Regions from separate parts of the Mus musculus genome. Here regions 2 and 3 are each linked to region 1. A link is a contact called in public Hi-C and HiChIP or PLAC-seq data. All regions are on one chromosome and are shown on one strand. The core of a region is the stretch at or near the end of the contact, and the rest is flanking DNA. Distances in the headings are between cores, read along the strand shown. Region 1 holds the start of Shb (src homology 2 domain-containing transforming protein B). Region 2 overlaps Gm31563 (a long non-coding RNA gene). Region 3 overlaps Gm829 (predicted gene 829).

Region 1 (4,132 bases), core at 961-3,460:
TGAGCTTGCAAGGAGAGTGTGGGGAAGAACGCAGGCAAAGCAGGGGCCGGCCAGCCAAGCAACCCTGCCGTGAAGATCTCTCACTGGGCCTCAGATTTAATCAAAACACTGCCTCAGCGAGAAGTGGGCAGAACAAGTATTTTATGGGGGAAGGGAGGTTAACTCAGGAGTGTGAAGGGAAGGAAGAGTAGAGGGGCCTGCCTGTAATTAACTCCCTTGTTATGAAGCAGGGAACAAGATGGCCTGATAGATTCGGCAGGGGATTGCCACAAAGGCTTCTCATTCCCGAGACGGTACTACAGGGATGGAATCAGGAAAGAGAATGAAGTGGGCAGAGAAGGGTCTCTTTTTAGCAGACTGCCTGCGGAGCTGGGGAGAGCGGGTGGGAAAGGCCAGATGGGTAAATTCTCTGGGAGGACGAACCTTAACACCGGAAAAGCCTGCATGGGGGTTCCCAATATCGCTCTAGTACAAAAGGCCGCTTGGCTTCGGAAACCTGGCACGCAGAGTGGGACGTTTAGAAGCATTTACACACATACAGATATTCTGGGACAGCCAATAAGGAAATCTACGACCCGGAGATTCCCTTTCCCATTCTAGACCTCAATTCCCATCTGCATCTGGGAGGGGGACCACTACAGGGACCCCGGGGTAAACGAGAGTAAATGCTCTTTTAGGCCAGCCGCTGCTAACTTTACTGGGGGAGCCGGAAGGGCTGGCTGGGTCTGTCTTCTGGGTAGTTAGACGGGGTGCTCTCGCTCTGGCTCTGGGATCCGCAAGGGTGCGTTTGGGGAGCAGGAACCAAAGAGTCGGAGTCTAATCACCATCTGGCAAAATGAGCGCTGTAGCCTAGACCCCAGGATGCCAGAGCAAAGTTGATGCAAGGGATGGGAAACGTGGCAGTGCCTCAGTTCCCCAAGCGCACCAATAGCTTTGGAGCTTACCTTATCTTTCTGACCAGCTCCGGTCTCCTCGGCGGAGCACTTGTTGAGCAGTTTTTTGCCTCCGCAGGTCGTCGGGCTCCAGGTACGGCCGCCAGAGCACACGCCTCCCGGAGGGTCCCCCGCAGCGCTCGCGCTCTCCACTTTGATGAGTCGGTGCTTAGGGGAGATGTAGCGCACCTCCGCCGGCGTCGTCGGCCGCCGCTCGCTGCTGCTGCGGTAGAGGTGCGGGGAGCCGGAGGATGAGGACGAGGACGCGGCGGCGCCCGCTCCCGCCGCCGCGCAGCAGCAGCCCGCAGCTCCCGCTGCCGCCGTGAAGGCGCGCTGGCCCCCGCCGGGGTCCCCGCCGCCGCCGCCGCCGCAGTAGTCCAGGCGGCACATAGCTCGCAGTTTGCGCAGCGACGAGCCCGGCCCGTTGTACGGGTCCTCGAAGTCGCGCTCCTTCTGCGCGCGGTAGGCGCGGATGAGGTCACTCGTGCTGCCGCTGTCGTCGGGCAGAGAGCCCGACGAGGCCGAGAAGCAGGCGGCGGCCGACCCACAGGACGCCGAGGACGCCGAGCAGGCCTGCGGCACGGCCTGCGGGGGCTGCTCTCGTCGCTCGCCCCGGCGCCGCTGCTCCCGGTAGTCCGGCCTCGGCGGCTGCGGCGGACTCTTAGTCTTGCTGTTGCCCAAGCTGAAGTACTTGTTCAGCCACTTGGCCATGGCGAAGGGCCGCCTAGGGCCGCGGCGCGCGAGCCCGGTCCGCCGCCGCGGCCATTCGGGGGACAACGCTGTCGCCCAGTCCCGCAACGCCCCTGCCCCGGTGGGGGGCGTGCGGGGCACCGGTCGCCAAGTTCAAGTTCTCGCAGCCGCCGCCTCCTGCCGGCCGCCGCCTGGCTCCGGCCGCTGCTGCACAGCCCTCCGCCCCTGCCGCGCGCCGACCGAGCTTTGGATCTCGCGCCCCGCACAGACGTGTCTCATAGGGACCCGGGCCGCCTAGAGCGGAAGGCCAGGCGCCCCCCGCCGCGCACGCCCGCACCCAGCGCCCCCACCCTCGCGGAGCGCGCCCCTGCCCCGTGCGAGCCGCGGCCAGCTGCGGGCTTCTCGAGTGCACGGGGGCGAGCCCGGCCCCACTGCGGGTCGGAAAACAAGCGAACGAATGAGGGAGGCGGCCGGCGCCTGGCGGAGCCCGCGCGCCCCTGCCCGTCCCGGCGGCGCCTGGCTCTGCCGCTGCCTCTGCTGCCGCCTCCCGAGCCGCCGCGTGTGTGACACTCGGCCGCCAGAACCCGCCCAGCGCCGCGGCCCCGCCCCTTCCCGCAGGCCCCACCCCTCCGCCAATGCCACGCCCCTCCTAGGCCACGCCCCCGCGTGCAGCCAGGAACCTCCTCACGACTGCACGAGCCACCTCCTGCGGCCGCCTGGGCGCCAGCTCCGGGGTCCTGCCCTAGGGCGCCCGCGTCCTGCGGCTTGGCAGGCCGTGCCTCCCTCCAGCAGGGACTGCGGCTCTTTGAAGCCAAAGCAGTCAGCACAGTCCCTGGGGGCCCACGCGCCGTGCACTCTAGGAATGGATGTCCACCATCGAGGTGGTAGGCAGGCTGGACTAACGCACGACCTCTAGTTGACCGAGAGGACCATGCAGAGGAGATGCCCTAAAATGAGAGAGTGGCTGTCCCTCTTCTCTTTAAAGGGACAGAGACTCCGGTTCAGCTTTTCCGGCGCCGGGTCTTCGGAAAAACTCTTTATGCTAATGAGTGTATTAGCAATCCAGATGACGGATCCGGACGGGATAGGCGGCTGGGACCAGGCGGGGCACCAATCCCTGAGCAAGGCTAAGGGGAGGTCGGACTGTTTGCTTACCTTTTCACCTTCTAGGAAGTGGGGCTTTAACCCTGTTCACTGCCAACCTAGTGGAACCAGCTATGTAAACATTTAACGCTTAAGGTTGCCGGAGCTGGCGAGACTCTATTTAATCCAGAGACAGTTTTCCAGATGGAGAAACTGAGGCCCCGAGGTAGATTATACATGGATGACTAGGATCTGGTGGCACTGTGATGATGTAACTTAAGACAATGGAGTTATTATCCAAACGTGAGGAAACCCAGGCCAAAGGGGGGTAGCTTTCTGAGTCTGCTCTCAGAGGGGGTAGCAGGAGCCTTGTCAAGAACAAAATACTGCCTGAAAATGAAATAAGATATCTGCCTTCTAGATGTTAGATATGTTTGGAAGTTCTATTTGGCCAGCCCCACCCCCCATCCCCCTTGAGTACCTCTGAGCTGAAACCGTCCTTCAGAATGGTGATTTGCCAAAATAACACACTGTGACCGTAATTTCACCTGTCACCTGTACATTATATATAGGTTGGACACACTGTTTTTCCTGTGTCCTGTAGGAACAGTAACCTATCGAAGTAGAGAGCAAATCCAGGATCTGCTAGTACTGGAGGTCAGACTCTCATCCTGAGACTTCGGGACCTGGTAAGGCACAATGTGACCTCTTCCAAACTCTCCCTGCGACCTACCAGACTCAGGCTCCAGCGACACCACACTAGAAAAAGGCAGACCCATGACTCCGAAGGCTCCAATCTATCTGCTCAGCCCCACGTAGTCAGACTACTTGCCTCTCTCGTTCCCTAAGACCACTTGAATTTCCCAAACCCCACTGCTACCTGAACCCCAACAATCTCCGATAACATTCCCACTTATTTCTTACCTGAGACCTATTCATTTAGCATCCTTAGGAAATAGTCTTAAACTCTGCACACAGGACAAGGCTGAACGTTTGGTGTGTGGAGCATAGATAGGGAGAGACCCCAGAAGTTGATGCTGAGATGCTTATTTTGGGTATCCCTACACTTATATGTCTCAAATTACCCTTTAAATCCTTGCTCTGCTGCGCAAGCACTTAATCATGCTGCATGGAGGGAGGCCCCAATTAAGGGGAAAAAACCTGACCGACCAGGACATCCTCGTTTTAAGCCCCACCCCCGTCCCGCCCCCTCCCTCCAGCTTCTAGGCTCAGGAAGGAAAGGAAGCCAGATCCTGGCAGTCAGCCAGGCCACCTGGGCCAAGAAAGTCCTCCCCAGGGTCTGGAGGCCTGTTCTCTGCTCCCTGCATGTGTGCTGCACATGGAAACAGTATCTTGCTTTTCTGAAGGTTTAGGAAGCGAAGTTGTATTTCACAACTTATTTTTTTCACATTCTGCTTTCAGCTGGC
Region 2 (4,132 bases), core at 822-3,321, 200 kb after region 1:
CGATGCCACTCTCCTGGAGCAGAAGAGGTGAGGGTGAGACTTTGAAAAAGGAGTTGAAGAATTGTGTCTCATATAAAGCCTGGGTCAGCGGCTGTTCAGTAAATCATCAGAGGCTGGAAAGCTGGCCAGGCCTACCCAGTGCAGGAGCTCCAGGCCTGCTGGCTGGGGGCTGCAGCGAGGATTTACAGGGGTTCCCGAACCCATGACCTTGGCTATAAATTTTTCAGTGCATATATGCATTTCCCTGGGGCTGCGGTTCAGAGCATTTATCAATTTTCAAAGGCTGAGAAGTGCTGGTCTAGTTCAATGCTCTCCCCACAGGGAGGGGAGCAGCCATACTCCCCAGTGAGGAGTCAGGACTGGGATTTGGAGACTCAAGTCCAACTGTGGCCTGGTTGAAACCTGGCTGTGTGACCTTAGGCTGGTCCCCTCACCTTGCTTGAATATCCTCTCTCTCTCTCCCTCCCCTCCCTCTCCCCCTCTCCCTTTCTCCCTCCCCCTCTCCCCCCCCCCCACACACACTCACACAAACACACACCCTTAAGGAGTTGCCTGGGATAGGGCTGAGATCAACAACATCAGCTTACTTACAGAAGATAAGGAAGCGGTACTCAGTCATTGAATCAATGAATAACTTTGAAAATCTATCTTTTTCAACTATGCTTTACCTATATATTTATTTAGAGAGAGCTTTACATAGCCCAGGCTGGCTTCCAACTTGATCTGTTAGCAGGGAATAACCTTGAACTTTTTTTTTTTTAATCTTCCTGCCTCCACCTCCAGAATGCTGGGAGTGTGCACTACAGTGTGCGCCACCACATAGGTTTCTGCAGTGCTGGGCTCAAACCCAGGGCTTTGTATGTGCTATGCAAGTACTCTACAACTGAGCTACGTCCCCAGCCCACTGCAAACTGTCTTTTATCCCTTCAGCAAATCTGTCTTGAGTATGTCACTTAAGACACTGGCTGGACAAAGAGGCACAATTCCTCCCTCTCCCCTGGCTGGGAGCTCAGGAGGAGAATGGACCATTGTTGCCATGACAACACCTTGTCCCATCACTGCTGTGACTATGGTGGCCTTGCAGTGACTGTCCTAACAAGGTCAGCACAGGACTCTAAGCTGAGTCCTGTGACTTAGTGACCTTGGTGAGGTCACCAGGCTTTGCAGAGGAGGCAGCAACTAAGCTGAGGCCTAAAGAAGGAGCAGCAGCTGGCCGGGAAAGAGCTCGGATGTGGCCTGGGGGGAGTGGAAATTCCAAACATCTCGGAATCAACCATGCACCAAAACCAATGGGAGAACTCCTCTGGACCCAGGCTAATGCCCTGAAACAGTCCACAGTCTCCTCATAATTTCTTACGCCCTTTATAGGTCAGATAACACATCGTAACCTCTGTCTCTGTGACCATCTGAGGGTTGTCCATTGAGTCCCCTGAGCATCAGTGGAATTTTCCATTACGGTTACACATGTTTACAGGAACAGACATTGGAGTAAGAAGCAATTTAGGTGGCAAAACATTTCCTTAGCAACATGTTCCACTATACGCCTTTTGGCTAGAGAGCTGTGGTAATCACGCTTTAGGGATGTTTCTTGTAAGGTTTGTCTAAGATAAGGGACTTGAACAAGCAGTAAGGACCAGCCACTCTTTAACTCATTCTGCTTTCCCACAATCCTTTAGTTTCTAGGTAGAGAGTTTCGTCAGGCTCTCCTAACATGAAGTCGTAATTTGATCTTATTAGGTGCATATGTAAGAGTGTAATGACATACTTGCATCATCTCTCTTTCATATACAAATGTCCAGGGACTAAAGAAAGCCAGGAGGTAACACCAACCGGCCTTGCTGTGTTGGTTGGCAGAGAAGCCGCAACCATATCTGTTTCCTCCACCTCCTGTGTCTGTTGAGATTCTGTGCACCTTCACTTAGAGTCAGTGAGCCGGAGACTTATGCAGGAGAGACTGGGGTGAGAGCCCAGCTAGGCAGTGCTGCAAGCTCCTGCTAACAGAGGTGCATGATCGCTGTGTGGCCTTCAGAGCTGTCCCAGGCTGGTGGAGTCCCAGGGTCACTGCTCCATTAGGGACTGTCTGAGTGATCACCTCAGTGGTGATTAATGCTGCTTCCCTCAGCCAGCCCCAGGTCTGCAGCCAAGAGCTGCTGTCATCTCTTTATTCTTCTGCCCTGCCATTATTGAAAATCAATAAACTGTCCCAGCCCAATGAAGTTCAGCGACTGGGGTGGAGTCCATAAATCAAATAAAAACTAAATTATATTTAAATAGGAATGAGGACTAAGAGGCTATGTTGGAGTGCAGCTGGGGTGCCCAATGGATAAAGAAAACAAACACACTGAGCCAGAAAGGTAAACGGCTGGCAAGCCTCTGGGGACATTGTGCCCCACTCTATATTATCCAGCTCTGAAGGGTGAGTCCAGCCCAGCTGGGACTCCCTCTGTGGTCACACAGTGGGGGATCCGCTGCTCAAACACAGGCCTTGAACTTCTCCAGGACCCACTGCGCTTCTCCCAACTGACTCCAGATCAACCCCAAGCAACAATGCATTGACAAGAATTTGAGAGGAAACGCAGGAGAGAGGGTCCACACAGTCAGGCCTATTGCTCTTTCCTTTATTATTCCTGCCTCTGGGTTCCTCTTTAAGACGCTAAATGGCGTCTGCTGTCAATCTCTGCCACCAGAAAGGGATCTGGAGCTTGTACAGGGCCGGGACACCAAGAAATAGCTAATATTCTGGCTGGAGGAGGATCTTCAGAAAGGTTTTGTCTTACTGGTGGGCCTGGCATAACTCTAACTAAGGTGTCTGGAGGCCTGGAAAGGATCTGACCCATTTGTGCTCCCAAACAAAACACAGTGCTACTTAAAGGAACACAAAATCCAGCAGTGATGCATAGAAAACGTGCAGCGCCTGCCTACAAGGGGAAAATTTACCCAGTGGTCTAAGAAGTAGGAAAATATGGGCAGTAACTCGATACAGATGGTGATGAAATCAACAGATGAGATCATTAGAGCAGCGACCCACAGGTTCAATGAGACCCCAACGCAGGGAGACTTAAGATCCCCGGGGACACAGGAAATGGGATCTATCTGTGCGAGTAACTTGCTCAGTGAGAAAGGCATAGATTACTGATGCTGGCCACAGCACGAGCAGATTTTAAAACCATTATGCTGATTGCACGTAGACAAAATTCTGGGGAAAAAAGCAAAACTATGGTAATAAGAAGCAGATCCCTTGCTGTAGAATGGGTTGGGGAAGGAACTGACCTGTAGAGGGTGCAAAGGAGCTGTTGGTAGGGGTCAGTGGGAGCGCTCTTGTAACTGTGCGTATAGATTTGTCAGAACTCATTGTTAGAGGGATGGAGAGATGGTGACGTCGTGGTAGTTAAGAGTTGCAGCCGCTCTTCCAGAGATTGCAATTCAGTCCTCAGCATCACATAACAGCCTGGAATTCCAGCTCCAGCAGGATCTGATAACCTTCTCCTAGCCTCCAAGGGCACCTGCACTCCTGTGCCTGTACCCCATAAACACACACACACAAAACACACATAGTCATGTACACATAAAGAAAAATGAATCTTAACAACAACAACAATAAAACCTCATTGTGGAGGAGGATACGGCGTGGCTATAAGAAGATGATGTGAGAGATCTGTGGGCATGAAGTCATCAGTATCTGGACTGTGGTGATTGACATACCAACCTAAAAATGATGTCATGGGTAGAACCAAACACACTCATACAGATGAGCACAAGCACACTTGGAGAGAGAGAGAGAGAGAGAGAGAGAGAGAGAGGGGGGGGGGGAGGGGGAGGGGGAGGGGAGGGAAGGGGGAGGGGGAGAGGGAGAGCTATATAGGATGGGGAGGGGGGAGTCTGTTGATGCCAAGACCCAGGTTGTAAGTTTGTATCTCAGTGTTGCTGAGGAAACTGGGCAAAAGATCCATGCGGTTCTGTAATGTATCTTCCAACTGCATGCAAATCTTAAATAATTCCTAATTTTTGAAAAGGTCCATACAATCCGTCAAAGATGTTTCTTCTCATAACCTGCTCTGTCTTGTCACATCAGCTTCCACGGAGCAGCACTGTACTGACATGGCATACTAAGGAGATGTAGGAGTTTCACCGG
Region 3 (4,132 bases), core at 467-2,966, 160 kb after region 1:
GACGTGATTCCCAGATGGATGTCATTTCACCACAGGGGAATGCTTTAGTGCAGCCTTTTGCTTATCTGACTCATCACAGTAGCTGCCACTGTGGTTTCTCTTTCGTGGTCTCCATTTCCGCCAAGTTCAACTTTCCTGGGCTCTATTGAGTAAATCAGAGCTGTGTCAAGAAGGTTTGACTCTTGAGTCAATTTTCAGTCAATGAAAATTTCCATCTTATGGCCTTTTAGCCCATGTTGATTGCATTTTATCTTGAAGGTTGCCAACAAACATCTTTATCAGAGGTTGGGCTTGTGACCTAGATCATATCTTTATTTCTAAGGTAATTTATGGATCTTGAGCAAAATTATGAGATAGAGTGGACATTAGAGGAGAGAGAGAAAAGAGGTGAAGGAGAAGGAAGGAGAATGGTGTATGCAGAGAGAAGGAGACACAGCGAGGCGGAGAGACAGACACCAAGAGCCTGTAGCAGGTCCCGCTTATTGCCTACTCTGTGTTTAACTTTTCATCCAATCCAAAATGTCTTGAATTGTCAGTGTAACACAGTGATACACACATGTAATCACAGCATTGAGAGGCAGGAAGTTTGTGAAATTGAGATTAGCATGGGCTATATAGCAGAATTTTGTCTAAAAACAACAACAACAACAACCCAACAAACAAGGGCTGGGAATGTAGTTCTGAGGTAGAGCATGTGTCTATTGTGTGCGAAGTCCCTGAAGCACTGAAGAGCACTTTCTTGATGGGGTGATCAGAGGCAGGGTCAAGAGCTCACTGCTCTGCTCACATAATACCATGGTCTCTGAGCTGCTACCCTGGGTTGAACCCTGTGCCATGGGGAATGATCATGGGAACCCAAGTGGCAGCCACAAAACCACAGAAGCCACAGCTGGTGTGGGAAGCCACTCAGATACATCTTCTGCATTCCCAACTCTTGGCACAGGATCCAGCCAAAGAATGACTCCCAATGAATCCATCCTTCATTAATGTGCGGATATGGAGAGTCCACTGTGGCCCAAGTGTTGAGTTAGGATTTAAGGGTTTAGCAGCGGGACACACTATGTGTGGGGGAAGAAGAAAGAGACTGGGAAGGGAGCAAGCTCATTGAGTTTATAAACTCAGCTCGGAAAGAAGATAGTCAGGAGTTTAGTAAGTGACTTGGAAGCAGTAGTGCTAAGTGACCTTCTGGAGGTGGACAGTGCATGGCATAAGGGACTTGGGTGCTGGTGGCAGGGCGGTGTTTGAATCTGTAGTTGTAACGGTCTCTTCCTTAGCTCTTGGGGTTGTGTGCTTGAAGCTGTCACTCACTCCCCTGCCTGCCTTTGTCCCTGTCTCAGACAGTAGGTTCGCAGAGACACTAAAGCCCTTGGCTGCTATACAGAACCTTATTGTCTTAGAGAAGGGATTGTGATGCCCTTTACTATCCAGACAAGGGAAGAAGCCTGCCGAAAAGTCAAAGCAGGGCAGGGCTGGTCTCTATCTGCTCCTCAGGCGCTGGGCCAGTCTATTTCCTTTTTCCAAGGCTCAAAAGGTCACCCCCAAAGCCTTTTGCAAAAGCTTTCTTTCTTTGCCCTGTCTTCCTTTAAGTCCCTTTCAGAGCCGCTGTCTGCTTTCCCCTTGATAAGAATTTCACAGCAATTCACACACCCTGAGGGGTGAACCATAGCAGGTTGCTGGAGCCAGCCTGTAATTATCCATCCTTCTGCTGAGGGGTGGGGGAAGCACTCACTCGCACTGGGATGGATGCTGATAGCTCTGCCACCTTTCAGTGTTGGCAGAGGCTGGCTCCATGGGGGCCCTGGTTGGGGAGGGCAGGGGGCACAGGGAGATGAGTCTCTAACAGGGAGCTAGAGGTGGGACTCCAGATAGCAGGGAGCAGAGAGACGTATGGCTGGCATCCAAGAACGGTCACACAGTGGAAGTGTTAGGGGCACGCAGGTGTTTCGTGTGGAGAAAGCGGCACAAGCCAAGGCACGGAGTGAACTCAGAGCAAGTGCTTTGGCTGCATAAGAAGGTGCATAATGGGAGGTGAAGCTGGATCCATCAGAAGCCCTAAGTGCCTTCCTTTTACCTTGGCCTTGGGCAGAGATTATAAACGAGCTTCCCTAGAACAGATGGAGACCTCCGATGAGCCTATTTGTCCCCGTAGTGCTTTTGTGTTATTTTTAGTGTGTTGAGTTAGTTGCCAAACTGGAAAATTGGAAGGTTTCACATACACACAGGAAGGAAGGAAGGAAGGAAGGAAGGAAGGAAGGAAGGAAGGAAGGAAGGAGGAAAAGAAAGGATTCCTGGCTGTCTGGAAGAAGCCGCAGAGCTGGCAGTCCTGGGCCTGGCAAACATGACTGGCATGTGTTTACAGATGGCATTGTGTGGGGGAGAGAGTCTGTGCTTAGTACGTCTTGAAAGAGTCTGTGTACTGCCTCCCCAAGTTAGAATCACAATAGAAGAATATTTAATAATATGGAAGATATTCTTTTTTAAAGATTTATTTTTATTATTTCCAATTATGTGTAGGTAGGTAGGTGTGTGTGTGTGTGTGTGTGTGTGTGTATCCTGTGTGCAGGTATGTATGTGAGTACAGGTGTCCGCAGAAGCCAGGTGTCTGGCCATCGGGTGTCCTGGAGTTGCAGTTATGGGCAACTGTGAGGACCCTGATGTGGGTGCCGGAAACCCAACTCCAGTCCTCTGAAAAAGCAGCAAGGATCTTAACCACTGAGCCATCTTTTCAGTCCCTGAGAAATTCCTGAAATAGGCAGTAACAGAATAGAATATTCACTGTGCAATGACGTTTAGCACGTCTGGTTGTCTCCGGTGTGACTTTTGTTCCTTTGCCTGTCTCCATTTTCATAAGGAGCACACACAGCATGAGGTCAGGTGGTCACATCCTGAGGCCCTGAGGTGAGCAGCTTCGCCCCACCCCCTGATCACTGGCACATCTTACTGCCTCCTGAGCTACAGGGACAGCGATCCTGGTTAGAATGATAAGCCTTTTGTCTTTGTAATAGACACTATCAATATAAGCTATTAAAATTCACCTTAGGTTAATCTTTAAAGTAAACCTGAACTGAACGATGGGTTTAAAGCCTTTCAAGGTTTCACAGGCACACACGGGCACTGTACTGTCTTCAGTTTGCTGGTTGTAGCCTGTTCTCCTCTGGGTTGTTGACCTTGCTACCTATTCTGCTGTTTCCTTCTTCCTGAGGACCTTCTGACCCTTATCTATACTGAATTTTGGTGGCGGGGCATCTTTGCATCTTCAGCCTCTCTGTCTTTGCCACCATGCCAGGATGAAATTCCTCCCACCTCTTTATCAAAGCCACTGAACAACATCACCTACTCTCTGTGGTCTTAGACTCAGCTCACTAAGTGATCTTGCTAACACTGCACTAGCCATTTCTCTGTGATCAGATACTCGAGCAAAAGCAACTTAAGGGAGAAGGGTTCACCTGGGCACACAGTTCGAGAGGATTACAGTCTACCATGATCGGGAACAAGCGTCTGCAGGAACAGCAAGCAGGGACTGAACAGGAATGGGGCTGTGCTGTAAGAGCTCAAGCCCCGCCCCCACAACCCACTTCCTGTAGCAAAGCTCCTCCTTTCACAGACTTCCAAAGTAGCTCCACTAATTTTGGACAAACCCTGGTGACTTAGGCAAGTTGGTTCCATCCAGATTATTTATAAACATCTAGTAAGGAGAGCATCATAGTCTGTAACTATCGTTCTTCTGGTGCTTGATAGCTTCTAAAGCACTTTTGTGTTCATTCATTGCCAACTGGTTCGGTCATAAAGGATATGACTAGCTCCTCACTTGACTCTGGGTATCTGGAGGTAAGGACAGGGCCTTTGTCTGATGATTTTATACATGAGCAGTCCAGTCAGACACATCAGTTAACTGGTAATAAACTAGGAAAAAAAACAAAACAAACAAAAAAAACCCCCAAAGAACAAGCAAAGGTAGGGTTTGATCCAGATACCTTGGATTCATGCCCTGGAATCTTCAAGATCCCTGTTGGCCATAGGCAACATCCTAATCCATCCATCTACATGTGCATCTGTAAAAGGGGTGTACAGCCTGGATTGGAGACTGAGTGAAGGACCCCTGTCACCATGCTGGAAACTCCACGTCAGGGAC

What was found. A called contact is a pair of places that touch in the nucleus more often than the background predicts. HiChIP or PLAC-seq counts read pairs in DNA pulled down with a chosen protein or histone mark.
Region 2: a contact with region 1 is called in a Hi-C map of the N1E-115 cell line, with 17 times the contacts expected there. The contact joins the enhancer-like site here to the promoter of Shb in region 1. A contact is called at or near these places in 7 of 484 Hi-C or Micro-C datasets (the HL-1 cell line, the N1E-115 cell line, liver and 2 more), 12 of 115 datasets of contacts at active chromatin or transcription factors (the SCID.adh cell line, craniofacial prominence, embryonic basal ganglia and 9 more) and 2 of 9 other capture datasets (adipose tissue and pancreatic islet).
Region 3: a contact with region 1 is called in an H3K4me3 HiChIP or PLAC-seq map of embryonic forebrain, with 2.8 times the contacts expected there. The contact joins the enhancer-like site here to the promoter of Shb in region 1. A contact is called at or near these places in 2 of 39 promoter capture datasets (second pharyngeal arch cranial neural crest and trophoblast stem cells), 4 of 484 Hi-C or Micro-C datasets (the N1E-115 cell line, the P5424 cell line, nephron progenitors and 1 more), 6 of 115 datasets of contacts at active chromatin or transcription factors (embryonic basal ganglia, embryonic forebrain, embryonic hindbrain and 3 more) and 1 of 9 other capture datasets (pancreatic islet).

The regions. Positions count from the first base shown.
Region 1 is chr4:45,528,618-45,532,749 of GRCm38.p6, forward strand. It overlaps Shb (src homology 2 domain-containing transforming protein B), which reads right to left and starts at 2,211. Exons shown (of 6, transcript NM_001033306.1): 1 at 945-2,211. The coding sequence starts at 1,643.
Region 2 is chr4:45,727,945-45,732,076 of GRCm38.p6, forward strand. It overlaps Gm31563 (a long non-coding RNA gene), which reads right to left. Exons shown (of 4, transcript XR_881227.1): 2 at 3,271-3,517. Among named protein-coding and RNA genes, the nearest start is that of Gm31563, 10 kb to the right of the region's middle. Within about 2 kb of position 2,072, at least 30 of the 459 cell types and tissues checked have an H3K27ac peak or open chromatin away from gene starts, as enhancers often do. A contact at or near this core is called in the N1E-115 cell line and the SCID.adh cell line, where this site is marked.
Region 3 is chr4:45,688,380-45,692,511 of GRCm38.p6, forward strand. The region is part of intron 1 of Gm829 (predicted gene 829); the gene reads left to right. Among named protein-coding and RNA genes, the nearest start is that of Gm829, 6.9 kb to the left of the region's middle. Within about 2 kb of position 1,717, at least 28 of the 459 cell types and tissues checked have an H3K27ac peak or open chromatin away from gene starts, as enhancers often do. A contact at or near this core is called in embryonic basal ganglia, embryonic forebrain and trophoblast stem cells, where this site is marked.